Regions from separate parts of the Ovis aries genome. Here region 2 is linked to region 1. A link is a contact called in public Hi-C data. All regions are on one chromosome and are shown on one strand. Each heading gives the region's core, a stretch centred on a gene start, on an enhancer-like site or on the middle of the called end of the contact. The rest is flanking DNA. Distances are from core to core; before and after follow the strand shown. Region 1 overlaps GATAD2A (GATA zinc finger domain containing 2A). Region 2 holds the start of MEF2B (myocyte enhancer factor 2B).

Evidence for each region. Hi-C and Micro-C count contacts between places; a contact is called where the count stands out from the background.
Region 2: a contact with region 1 is called in a Hi-C map of liver, with 4 times the contacts expected there. The contact joins the promoter of MEF2B here to the enhancer-like site in region 1. A contact is called at or near these places in 3 of 16 Hi-C or Micro-C datasets (hypothalamus, liver and tail adipose tissue).

What each region holds. Positions count from the first base shown.
Region 1 is chr5:3,647,727-3,654,007 of ARS-UI_Ramb_v3.0, reverse strand. It overlaps GATAD2A (GATA zinc finger domain containing 2A), which reads left to right. Exons shown (of 12, transcript XM_042249571.2): 3 at 5,746-5,878; 4 at 5,979-6,110. The coding sequence starts at 5,750. Among named protein-coding and RNA genes, the nearest start is that of TSSK6, 21 kb to the right of the region's middle. Within about 2 kb of position 2,872, at least 14 of the 54 cell types and tissues checked have an H3K27ac peak or open chromatin away from gene starts, as enhancers often do. A contact at or near this core is called in liver and tail adipose tissue, where this site is marked.
Region 2 is chr5:3,896,764-3,903,044 of ARS-UI_Ramb_v3.0, reverse strand. It overlaps MEF2B (myocyte enhancer factor 2B), which reads right to left and starts at 2,585. Exons shown (of 9, transcript XM_042249577.2): 1 at 2,397-2,585.

The DNA of each region.
Region 1 (6,281 bases), core at 1,623-4,122:
GCGAGCTGCCTGCAGGGCGTGCTGCAGCCTGAGTGGGCGGCCTCCTAAGGGTGTGGTGCAGTGGTCCTCTGCACAGCGTTCTGTCAGCTAGGAGTGTTGGGACTCCTCGTTAACATCCACCAGCGTCCTGAGCTCACAGGAAGTGGATTTCTAGGGCTTGGTGCTTGAAAACACATAATGACACGATTCAGGAATCCTTTGATTTCTGAGTTGAGCTTGCACATCTTTGAGCAGTGTAGTATCTGTGCATGTGGAAAGACGTGCCCACAGGCGCACAGTGGTCAGTCTACAGGCATTGCGGATTCTTCGTGAACTCAGACTCTCCTGGAGCTAGGTACAGGGAAGTGGGGGACGTTGGTGCACACCAGGGACGTCACCTGAGCACCCAGAGAGCAGACTCAACACCTGTCTTCACTGGGTTTGGGAATATTCAGCTGTTACCTGATTGTCCGCTGTGCCAAGTTCTCCTTCACAGCGAGCAGCTCCTTACTGCCTCGGGAGGTTGGGGCCCAGGCTGCCCCAGTGACCTCCTAGAGCATCTGAACCTTCTTGGCACTGAGGTCTCACCTCACCCAGCAAAGCTGAAGGGCAGTAGGGCAGGAATTACTGTCCCCAACCTTGTAGGAGGCACAGAGAGGGAATGTCCTACCCTGGGTTTCTCACTTGAAAGAAGCAGGACCAAGTGGGGCACTTTTGCAGGCATGTGACCCCCTCCTTCCCTCAGCACGTGCAGGCTTGGTGCACCGTGCCTGCTCTGGGAGGAGGCCCTGTGGCCTGTCCACCAGCCAGCGTGGTGCCAGGAGGAGAGCCTGCCCCTCTGGCTCAGGAGGCCTCAGCCCCTCTTCCGGGGTTGTGGCATCGCACCAGGGCTGGACCCCTGTTTTTGCCCTTGTCACAGCGCCCTGGGAACATCCTGGCCATCACCGGGAACTGCAGTGCCCCACCCTTCTGGAGAGAGGGTCTGAGTGGGAACACTGGTCCCTGGCCCCAGCCCTGCGTTGGGGCACCCGCCTGTCGAGTGGGCAGTGGCAGTGTCACCCTGGGAGGCTGAGGGAGGGTGGCCGCTTGTAGGAACGCCAGGGCGCTGGCCTTGGACGAGCTTGTGGAGGTGAGGGGTGAGTTAGCTGGGTTCTGGCCGGGGAGGGCCTCTGCTCAGGCTTTTGCCGCCCTTCAGTGAAGGCCCCAGTGTTTTGCCCTGAGCTCCCTGCTGAGGGTGGGCAGTTTGGGGGTAGAACTAGGAAGCCTTCCCCCGACTGCGTGCCGCTGGGGGACGGGTCCCCTGAGTGCAGTGGGGTGGTGCTGACTGTGCTTCCAGGGGCTGTTCAAGAAGTGCCTCTTCCAGCGTGCGTTGGGTCTGTCACAGGGGAGATGAGAATATGATGGAGGGACATTCCTTGCAGTGGGTGGTGGTGAAGGTGGGGGCAGCTCAGGAGCAGCAGGAGTTTGGGGTTCAGGGGTTGGGGACTGGAGAGACCTGTGGGCTGGAAGGTGTGAATGGGCTCTAGTGGGAGGAATGCCCTGGCAGAGGGTCTGGTGGGGCCAAGACAAGTGTGTGCTTGGTGCGGGGTCTAGCAAAGCCTCCCCCACACCCCTAAACGGTTAGCAACTACCTGCCTCTCCTCACCCAGCTGGGGCCAAAAGATGGGGGCAGGAGGGAGGGTTCTGGCAGGAACTGGTGGCTGCCAGCCCTGCTTCTCTCCCCCTGCTTAGCCCCGAGGAGCAGTTTGTTGTCCTGAGGCCTCATTGGGCCCGCAGTTGTCCCCGACTTCGTGTGTGCAGGCATCTCAGGGATCTTAGAAAAACGCAGGCTTTGGTCAAACAAGTCTGGGGCAGTAATGTCCTCTGGTGAAGCCGGGTGGGCGGTGGTCTGCTCCCGCGTGCCCCTGTCCCTCCTGGCTGACCCTAAAGACAGAACTGCTGTTATCCAGGGGTTTCTCCCCGCTGCTGGACACGGCACCCACTTCTTAGGTTGGCTCCCAGCAGCTAGGAGGGAGGGAGAACATGGAGGCATGGGTGTGGGTCAAGCGCACCTTGCCCAGACATCAGGCAGGCGCGTATGGAGAACAGCAAAGGTCAGGGCTGCGCTCCCTTGGTGGAAACGGCTTCCCCTGGCACAGGCCCGTGAGACACTCGGCGTTACCCCGCACTGACCACTGCTGGGTAAGCACCTGGGATGGTGGTGCGGTGAATGGAGGGATCTGGTTGTAAGTTAAGTTTTAATCTCCAGGGAACTTGACGGAAGTTCCGGGCATGTAACAGAATTTTTGTTTGTTTAGCCTCGGCTGGCATTCAAGGGAGGGAGGTAGTGAGAACGTTTTCACGAACAGCCTGGCTTGCTTCCAGGTCACGTAAAATCTCTTCTGATCATAATAATTTATATCAGGATTCCCAAGATGGGCGGGCTAGGCTTAATGCATTTGCCCTGAAATCATAGCTTTCAAATAAATGTGGTGCCCTGGCAGCCTCCCTGGACCGAGATAATATACACGGCCACTACACTGCTTCCCTGGCATGTTGGCCTAGATGGTTTTATAATTTAGAAAACGTTTTTTTAGGAAAAGAATGCCCACGATAATTTTGAGCCTTTGTCAAATGAGTATCCTTTTCCTTGAATTAAAAGAGCTCGCTGGGAAAGTTCTGAGAAACTTGAAGTACCTTTGTGTTAAAATTGAGCTTTAGGAAAGTTTTCCTTGTTGGAGACTAGTGGGGGCTGGTGGCGCTTCTGCGTTCGGAAGAGGCGACCCAGGTCCCTGTAACAAGCGAGCAGTCCCCTGTGGGCCAGGGCCACTCAGGAAGTGCCTGCAGCCCTGCAGCCCCAGGGCGAGCTGGCGCCTCCATTTCCTGACAGCACCTGAACCCTACCTCACTTCTCAAAATGAAGGCTGCATGTCACAAACTGGTTAGAACTGGCTGTTGCCATGGTTTTCACGTTGGAAGGCACAGTTAAAGGGTCACATGACCAAAGAGGGAAATGCCTTTGTCACATGACTTTTTGGTGGCCTGATTAGCATACAGGAAGTTCACTCCCTGCTGGCTGCTGGGATGCTGAGTGATCACTGATGGGAGGTGATGTCATCTCTTGGACGAGTTATTGATTAGTCTCGGTCCAAGATGGGACCTAGGAGAGCTCTGGTCGCAGTGGTCATCTTAGGCAGCTTCAGCTCCATGTGGTCCAGCCCCTAACCCTGCCCTCTTCCCTCAGGCAGATTTGAGCTGTATTAGGCATCTCACCTTGGAGATGGGCACATGCTCCACGAGATGGTAAAAAGTGATAAATCCCTGTAGGTTACCGTTGGCCCCGTTCGCTCTTGCTCAGGAAGCACCGGCAGTCTGTAACTCTAGACTTGGTTCTGCCGAGGCTGCTGCTCTGCTGTGTGGCCGCCTGGGAGCCTGCCTGGGCTGCAACCAGCGGCTGCAGCTCCCGTGCCAGAGCCTTGTGTCTGCTCAGTGCCTGTGCGCATGCCCACAGAACCTGGGTTGGAGCCCCGGGGTCATCTTTGATGTGTATCTTGGGCAGAGTTGGCAGCCAGCAGGGAGACACAGACTTGAAAGAGTTCCTGAACTGCATTGGTTTTTGGTTTGTTGAGGCCCTAGTGAGACATCTTGGGTTATTTTATAGACAGCCAGCCAATTCCTGGACTTGAAAATGTGGGCTGCTAACCCCAATGAGGGAGTTCTGTACCTTGAAATGGGCGCCTCCTGATCGCTCGTGGAAGCCCACCCAGCAGCTGTACCTGTGGTGGTTCCATCGCATCAGGGCTGCGCTTGCTGCAGTGCAGCGGCTGTGCTGCTCTGAGAGCTGAGATGAGGGTGGGCCAAGGGAGAGCGCTGCGGGTTGAGGGGTTGGGGGAGTCAGTGAACCCGGTGTGTGGTCCTCTGTGCACCCCCCTTCCCTGAAGGCATAGCTCGCTCTGGGAGTGGAAAGGGCAGTTCGGTGGGCTGTTAAAATACCGGTTTCCCATCCCTAACTCTGCTTCCCCACTCAGCTGGAAGGAATGGGACAACTTTGAGTTGTTGTTACTGCTCCCAGTTAACTTAGCCGAGTTTGTTCTCTGGGTCATAGTGCCACCTAGCGGGCGAATTCAGCCCTTGGCTGGCTTTCCTGCTGATTGCATTCTTTCAACACAGATGCAGAGGCTAGATCTTAAGGGAGAGTTTACATTATGTCCTCAGCAAACAGAGCTGCTTGGCTTGGCGCTAAGCACTGTCTCTGAGACCCGTTGGTCCTTATATATGTGGTCAGCAATGCCATTAGCGGAAGCCTAGCACTTCATGGGAAATAGATGGGGAAACAGTGTCAGACTTTATTTTTTTGAGCTCCAAAATCACTGCAGATGGTGACTGCAGCCATGAAATTAAAAGACGCTTGCTCATTGGAAGGGAAGTTATGACCAATCTAGACAGCATATTGAAAAGCAGAGACATTACTTTGCCAACAAAGGTCCATCTAGTCAAGGCTATGGTTTTTCCAGTAGTCATGTATGGATGTGAGAGTTGCACTGTGAAGAAAGCTGAGCGCCAAAGAATTGATGCTTTTGAACTGTGGTGTTGGAGAAGACTCTTGAGAGTCCCTTGGACTGCAAGGAGATCCAACCAGTCCATTCTAAAGGAGATCAGTCCTGAGTGTTCTTTGGAAGGAATGATGCTAAAGCTGAAACTCCAGTACTTAGGCCACCTCATGCGAAGGGTTGACTCATTGGAAAAGACTCTGATGCTGGGAGGGATTGAGGGCAGGAGAAGGGGACGACAGAGGATGAGATGGCTGGATGGCATCACTGACTCGATGGACGTGAATTTGAGTGAACTCTGGGAGTTGATGATGGACAGGGAGGCCTGGTGTGCTGCGATTCATGGGGTCGCAAAGAGTTGGACACGACTGAGCGACTGAACTGAACTGAACATTACTAGATGTGCATATACGTTCTGAGGAACTTGAGTGGTAGGATTGGGAAACGAGGGCAGAGGATAATGGGCAGGGGTGGCTGGGAGTTAGACTGTGAGCAGATTAAGTGGCTGGGTAGTACCCTGGTATGTGAGAGCAAGTATGTGCCATGTTCCAGTCAGTTTCAAAACCTGCAGCCACTACTGCCACGTTGCCACTGGCAGGATAGAGAGCTCACCTGTGGCCCAGGAAGGACCCCACTGCAGGCTGCCTTGGCTGCCTCATGAGGTGGTGATGCCCCACGCTGGGGACTTAGACCGTCGGCTGAAAGTGTATGCCTCAGCCCCTCTGTTACCTGGGGAGGGGTAGGTGGGCTGTCCAGGCGTGAGGGTTGTCAGGGAGTCTGGGTTCAGCAAAGAAAGGCTGATTCAGGTGGGGCTGGCCTCCCCATCAGGTGGCTTCCAGCATGGGTAGGTAGGCGCTCCACCAGCAGGCCCAAGATCCAGGAGCAAGTGTTCTGGTTCAGTACTGAGCCATATGGTACGGAAAGGGGCTGTGGTGGGTTCCAAAATGTGATGTTTTCCCACAGACACATAGGTATCCTCAGCCCAGGGGACACAGAAGTGGTTATCGGGAACAGTCCTGACTTTTTAAAGGGCTCAGCTGTAAACTGGCAGGTTCGAGGGCCACGTGGTGAGTGCAGTGAGAAAAGGCAGCCTGGGCAGGCGGTGGTGGGGAGGGGTGGGGAGGCCAGCCTGCTCGCCTCCACTTCACTGTGTCTGCGTCTGAATCCCAGCATCCGTGGGAGTGCTGCCCACCACAGGCGAGGTGCTCGGGTAACAGCCCTCCTCCCTGCCCCACAGTGACATGAAGTCTGAGAGGAGACCCCCTTCGCCTGATGTGATCGTGCTGTCTGACAACGAGCAGCCTGCGAGCCCGAGGGTGAATGGGCTGACCGAGGAGCCCCCGAAGGAGACCAGCACCGAGGCCCTCATGGTGAGCTCTGTCCCCGCGCCAGGGAGCCGCCTCGCGGTGGGGCCAGCTGGTGCTCCCTGGCCCCAGCCCTCCCTCAACCCGTGTTCTCTTGACCTTGTAGAAAAGCAGTCCCGAAGAACGAGAAAGGATGATTAAGCAACTAAAAGAAGAGTTACGGTTAGAAGAAGCAAAACTGGTTTTGTTGAAGAAGTTGCGGCAGAGTCAAATACAAAAAGAAACTCCCACCCAGAAGGTATGTGCGTGGCTGTTCACTCCTCAGGGGTCAGTGAGAGAGAGGTATTTAGGACCAGGGACAGGAAACCATGGGTGCTTCTTTGGCTCCCTGCTGCCCCAGGAGCTGGGTCTGTGAGGAGTCCGGTTTCCTCGGGGGCAAAGGGGCAGGGTCTGAATTGGAAATTTGCAG
Region 2 (6,281 bases), core at 1,336-3,835, 250 kb before region 1:
AGGGTGTACGAGCCTGGGGCGGGGGGCGGGGACTGCGGTATGATTCTGGATTTTCAGCAGCCCCAGCGGCTGCTGTGAGGAGGAGCCCTTTAGGTGCAGGGCAGCGTCCAGCGGGAGATGAGGCTCTGGTTGTGGAAACGGGACAGAGGCAGGCCTGTGTCGCCGCAGTGACTCGTGGTGACAGCTGCCCTGCACTGTTCCCTTCTGCAGACCCCCAGCTCAACCTCTAGTGAGCATGAACCTGGATGGGGTCAGACAGGGAAGCTGACAGGCCTGAGGCCTGCTTGGCCCCTGGTGCAGGGTGGGGTGAGGTGGGCCTGGATGGGGCTCACAGCACTCCACTCGGTCATGGTTCAGATGGCACCTCCTGTTTCTGGGTGCCTGCTGTCTGCCCGGGGCCCACACTCCACCTCATTTACACACAGGACCAGCCTGACTCAGATAGCCCAGTGAAGCGGAGGTGGCCGCCCTGTTTTACACAGCAGGAAGTGGGCTCCTTCCCAGGGCCACACAGTGGGACCCCAGATCCTCATTCAAGTGTGGGTTTGTATCCCATGGCTGTCCAGCTGCACCCAAACCCAGCCCCCCTCAGTCCCCCAACCCAGTCCGAGAAGTGGGCCTGGGTACTAGTGGGGTCTGAGATACTCATTTCTGGACTGCCTGGGGCCAACGGGCAGCCTCACAAGGCCCCCAAGTTGCAGGCACAGGGAAGCCCTTTGGGGGTGCTGAGAAATGGGATCCAGTCCTTGTGTTCACCTGACTTGGATTCATGAGCCTGGGTAGGGGTGACCTCTGCTACCCCAAACAGGATCCCAGGCGTGTGATAAATCCTCTCCAAAAAATGACATCTGTCTGCAAGTGCCTATGTGCCTCAAATCTTCCGGAAGGTCAAATCCCCAACATGTCTACACTCATTGCATCTGAGTTAGGGTGACAAATGACCTTAATTCCCTCTCTCCTCTAATTTGCATTTTCCAGATGTCTGCCTGGTTGGGTAATGATTTAATGAAATCAATCATTACTTGGAGATGGGAAGTAAGACGAGCTCAGATTGCTTAGGTCACAAGGGCATCCAGAGAGCTCAGAAAAGGGCAGTGATCTGTCTGAGGTCACACAGAGAGGGGCAAGAAGAAGCTGCGGCCAGCCCGTCACTGCTGGCTTTTGTTCTCCTAGGGTCCGAGGGGCAGCCTGGAGCCCATCCTTTCTCTGAGGGGCCTGGGTGTTTCCACCTGGACTCAGTCTTCGCTCCTGCAGTGGCAGCTTCAGACTAGATAGTGAGTTTCCAGCTGTCACAGGTGAGACCCCAGGACCCTCAATGTCCCCAAATTCCATTCCCTGGAAGCCAAGATTCACTTCTGGACTTAGACAGGTGAAGGAAGGCAGGTATGGGGACAGGAGGGAGCAAGGCTTTCTCCCAAAGCTCGTTGACTTTTGGGATCAAATTCCACACACTTGTCCTTCTAAGTCTAAATACTTTTTTGAACCCCATTCCCTTCACCTCAAGAGTCTGCAAGTGCTCAACCCCAGGCGCCAAAGGTCCAGAGGTCCTGACCTCCTGTGAGGGTTCTCAGCTGGGTCAGGCAAAAGGCCTCATCTGTGTCTGACCTCTCAGGTATGCAGCTTGGGGACAGGGAATAGCCTGGGACTCCAGCTGGTGAGTCCACTGCCCAGGACCCTGAGAGACACAGAGGGTGGGGACCATAACCAGGACAATAACTCGGCCACCAGTTTGTCATATGCTGACAACCTCGGGGGGCTGTGACTACTGTTCCTCCGATGAGATACTGAGGCATGGGGAGGAAGTGGCCCAGGCACTTGTGGTCCCCTGCTCAGGGCTCCGTGTCCACGGTCCTGCCCACAGCCACAGAGGTGCCCTGTGGGCCCAGCCGAGGCCCCTGGTTCACTGCACGAGATGCAGACCCCACAGGGTGGGTGAGGGTCACGGCGGTCACAGGCACACGTGGGTGCCATGCCACATGAAGGTGCAGGGCCGTGACACACGAAGGCACACTCACAGCAGGAAAGCAGGGGACTGTGGTTGTGCACCGGGGCCTCCGGGATGCACAAAGGGGTGTGCCCCAGGAAAAGAAACCACTGGAGCTCACAGACGCATACCAGAGTCTCATGGCACCACGACTTTAGACACACAACTCCCCAACTGACATTGAAACCTTCAGTAGCATGCCCTTTGGACACACAACCTCTCAGCGATGACACACACTCCCTCAGACATAACTCCTGGACATGCAAACCCTGGGACACTCACCCTTTTGGACACACAAACCTCTCAGGAACACAACCCTTGAAAAGCCCCTCGAACACACCCCTCAGATTCACACCCCTTGGACATATACCCTTTGGACACAAACCGTGGACGCATAGCCTCTCAAACTCACAATCCTAGGGCTGCAAACCTCTTAGACACAGCTCTCCCGCGTCCAGCAGCACCCTCGGACCTTCAAACTCATCCCAGCCCACAGATGCCATTCAAAGGACGCTGTACAGACCTCGGCCCGACGCGAGACGCACTTGCTCCACCTGGACCCTCTCGCACTGACCGGGCGGCAGCGGCTCAGAACTCGGACAGAGCGCCGGGCGGCCACAGGGGCCTTCTGAGCCGGCGGCCCCGCCCCCTGGGAGCTGATTGGGCGCGACGTAAATTTGCATAGAGGGCGAGCCCGAGGGCTGCGGTGGGCGGGCACTTGGGCGTGGCCGGGCCCCCGGAGTTCCGGGACCGGGAATCAGACGCTGGAAGACTATGAGATGGGGAAATAGTATAATGAGGGATGGGCACACGGAAGGGGGCTGGATCAGACTTGCCAGGCATCCCCCGCTGTCAGTGGGCGACCCTAACCTTACCACTGAGCCTGACCCTAATTCGGACCCTGTCTGTAACCCCTGCTATCTCCTACTCTGGACTTACTCCAATCTAAGTGAAATATAACTCCAATCGGGACCCTGAGGCCCCAGACCTAGAGACCTTCTCGCAGCCAGCCCTGACCCTTGCCCTCACCCAGATGCAGGGACTGCAGAAGAGGCTTCTGGGATCGCTTGTGGCCTCACCCAGCTGCGTGCCTTCTGCAGCGGCATGTGTAACCCACATGCTTCGACAGGAGGGTAACAGAGCCCTCGGTAACTGGGCACCCTCCTCCTGAAGTGGTCACCTTCCGGGACTCGACCCCTCTCTGGGATCCCAGCACCACCCAGGACAGGTCCCAGACCCAGAGGGGGATCAGAGCAAGATTAGGGAGTGAATCATGGTGGAAAGGATTCCAGGATGAATATGACTTTGGACTGGGTGATCCTGGAGAAGCCCCCAGTCTGGAGGGATTCCCCCAAAGAGGAGCATTTGTAATGGGCCTTGAAGCATGAGTAAGAGTTTGTCACTGGTGAGTTTTTCCAAGAGGACTTGCAAGGGGGCAGAGAAAGTGAAGAACATTCTTTGGTGGGGAAAGATGAAACCTGAGCAGTGAGTGGAAGTAGATTGGGCTGGGGGCCCTTTAAAGGAGGGCTTGGAGATAGGAGGAGGGGGTCCATTTGGGGCAGATGAAAGGGGAGAGTAGATGAGCTGCAGTGGCTGTCTGTCATTCTCAGAACACAACAGATGATCAGACCTCTGGACTCAGGAGGGGACATGTGGCGATATCAGTATGTGAGGGACACTGAGGAAGGAAACAGAGGTCCTGGAAGGCTTGTGCTTCTCCCCACACAGCAGTTTCCCCATCCGCAACATGGGCAGTTTGCACCCCTAGCCTGGAAACAGATTTTTCTTTGGGAAAAAAACAAACTAGGGTTGGTGGGCATCAGGTTTCCTGCCTCTCCCACCTCATCCTTGTTGCCCTTCAGTGCCCAACACCAGATGTTCGGGTGACCCAGGCCAGGCTGGGAGCTTCTGCCTAGGCTCCAAGGCACAGAACAAGTCCTGCAGAGTGTGGAGGTGGCTAGGGAGCCCCGGGCCCCTCGAGGGCCGCTCTGTTTACCCGAGACCGCCCGCTTGCCTCTGATGCAACAGGCAGGCTCTGGTTACGTGAGCGCAGCAGCTGGAGCAGCCCTGGGGGCAGCCGGAGCTGAGCCAGCTGAGGATGCCCACCGTGGGGCTCACCTCCCGCCCCTCCCACCGCTGGGGCCCCTCCTGCGCTCTCGCCCCTGCCGCGTGGCCCGCTTCCACCTCCCTCGTTCCCAAACCCCCTTCCCAACCCCGTCCAGACCCTCTTCCGTCATTCAGTTTCCTATAATGGCTCCTTCTTTTCGCCTTTACCCTGTTCCTGTCCTATACGTGCGCCCGTCACTGACTGTGTTAGCCCGTGTGGGCCCACATCCTCCCCTGGGGCAATCGGGAACCTTGACCTCAGTCTTTTCTGATGAGGGGACCCTCTTAGGAGCTGGAGTAAGAGACTGGGGGTTGAAAGGGAGATTTCAGGGGAGACTGGAATAGAAAGGGCTGGAGAGGGGGACGAGGCCTGGCAGATAGGGAAGGTGGACAGGGGTGGGAGGGTAAGTGGGTACAGAAGCTGCTTCCCCCAAGTCTCCCTTCTCCATATCTTCTCCCAGAATGTCAGCAGGGGAAGCCTTTGATGGCTCCTCCATGGTAAGGGCAGTGTTTCCCAGTGGGTAGGGCTTCAGGCTTCAAGGACCCTGGGTTCCGACCCCTTCTGACTCCCACAGGCTGTGTGACCTCAGGCCAGTCACTTCACTCCTCTGAGCCTGTTTGCTCATGTGAAAAATGGGGACAACAGTGGTGCCTCCTCAGGGGTAGAAGTGCTTCAAGCTCGGTCTCCAATACCCTCTCCTCCTCCAAAAGCCTTCATTATCCCCCTTCCATCTGGTGTCCTGACACCCCCGTTCCTCCTTCCACCTCAGCACTGGCCCAGAGGTTCAGAAATGCCTGCGTTCGTCTCTGTCTCCTGGAGTCTGGGATCTCCTTGCGATTGGGCTGTGTGTTGTGATAGCACAAAAGGGGTGTTTTCATGGGTTTCTTGAAAAACTGGAGAGGTTCTGAATAGTCTAGGGGTCTGGGGACCAACCTTGGGGCAACCATCCCCTTGCTGAGGGATGAGGCGGGGCTGGCAAAGGGTCTTCCTAGGGGCAGGACCCTCTGAGAGGGCAGGGCAGGAGTGAAATAAAAACCAGGATTTGGATCAGGGCTAAAAACAGAAAGTCAAAATTCATGTCTGATTCCTGTCCTGACCACCGTGGACCAACCATAAGCAAGTCACTGCCCTCTTGGGCCTTCTTTTACTCCGTCCAGAGATCTGAAAGAGGGGTCCCACACGTTACCCAGGGAGCCCTTCCAGGTTACCTCCACTCTCACGGGCGCTAGGATCCCTACTTGAATGTCTCTTGGCACGAGGAGGTCGTTTCTGAGAGCAAGTCTTAGTGAGCTAGGGAATCCCCACACCCTCCACTCTGGTGAATAGATAAAGCCACTAGTGCATGGGGGCAGGTGCGAGGTCTTTCTGGGTAGTGGCCTCTCGAAGTCTTATTTCACTTTCTGGATAACTGGAGCAAAGCCGCATGAGGTGAAAAAGGGCAGAGGGTCACATTGCACTCTCGAGGATCTGCCCAGACTGCGGACAATGACCGCTCAGAGGCGCAGAGCCCCGCCAAGGCTTTGCCTCTTGCGCCCCCTGGCGGTCATCGGGGGTGGGACGTTCGCCAGGTGGTGGATTAGTCGCTAAGCAGCATGGCACCCCACTCCAGTCCTCTTGCCTGGAAAATCCCATGGAAAGAGGAGCCTGGTGGGCCGCAGTCCATGGGGTCGCTAAGGGTCGGACACGACTGAGCGACTTCACTTTCACTTTTCACTTTCATGCATTGGAGACGGAAATGGCAACCCACTCCAGCGTTCTTGCCTGGAGAATCCCAGGGTCTGGGGAGCCTCATGGGCTGCCGTCTATGGGGTCGCACAGAGTTGGACACGACTGAAGCGACTTAGCAGCAGCAGCAGCAGCATCCGACTCTTGCGACCCCACTGACTGCAGGGGGGCCAAGCTCTGTCCATGGGATTCTCCAGGTAAGAATACTGGAGTGGGTTGCCATTTCCTTCTCCAGGGGATCTTCCCCACCCAGGGATCAAACCCGGGTCTCCTGCATTGCAAGCTGATTCTTTACCAACTGAGCTATGGGGGAAGCCCCAGGGACGTTCACCAGGAATGAAGGGCAAATTGGCCATAGGAATGAAAGGCAAAATTAATCACACCCCCTGGGTGCGCAGGACTTGAGGTGGTGGTGGGATCTGACAACCCACAGTCCCGCACAGACCTCTTTGAGAGTACTATTAG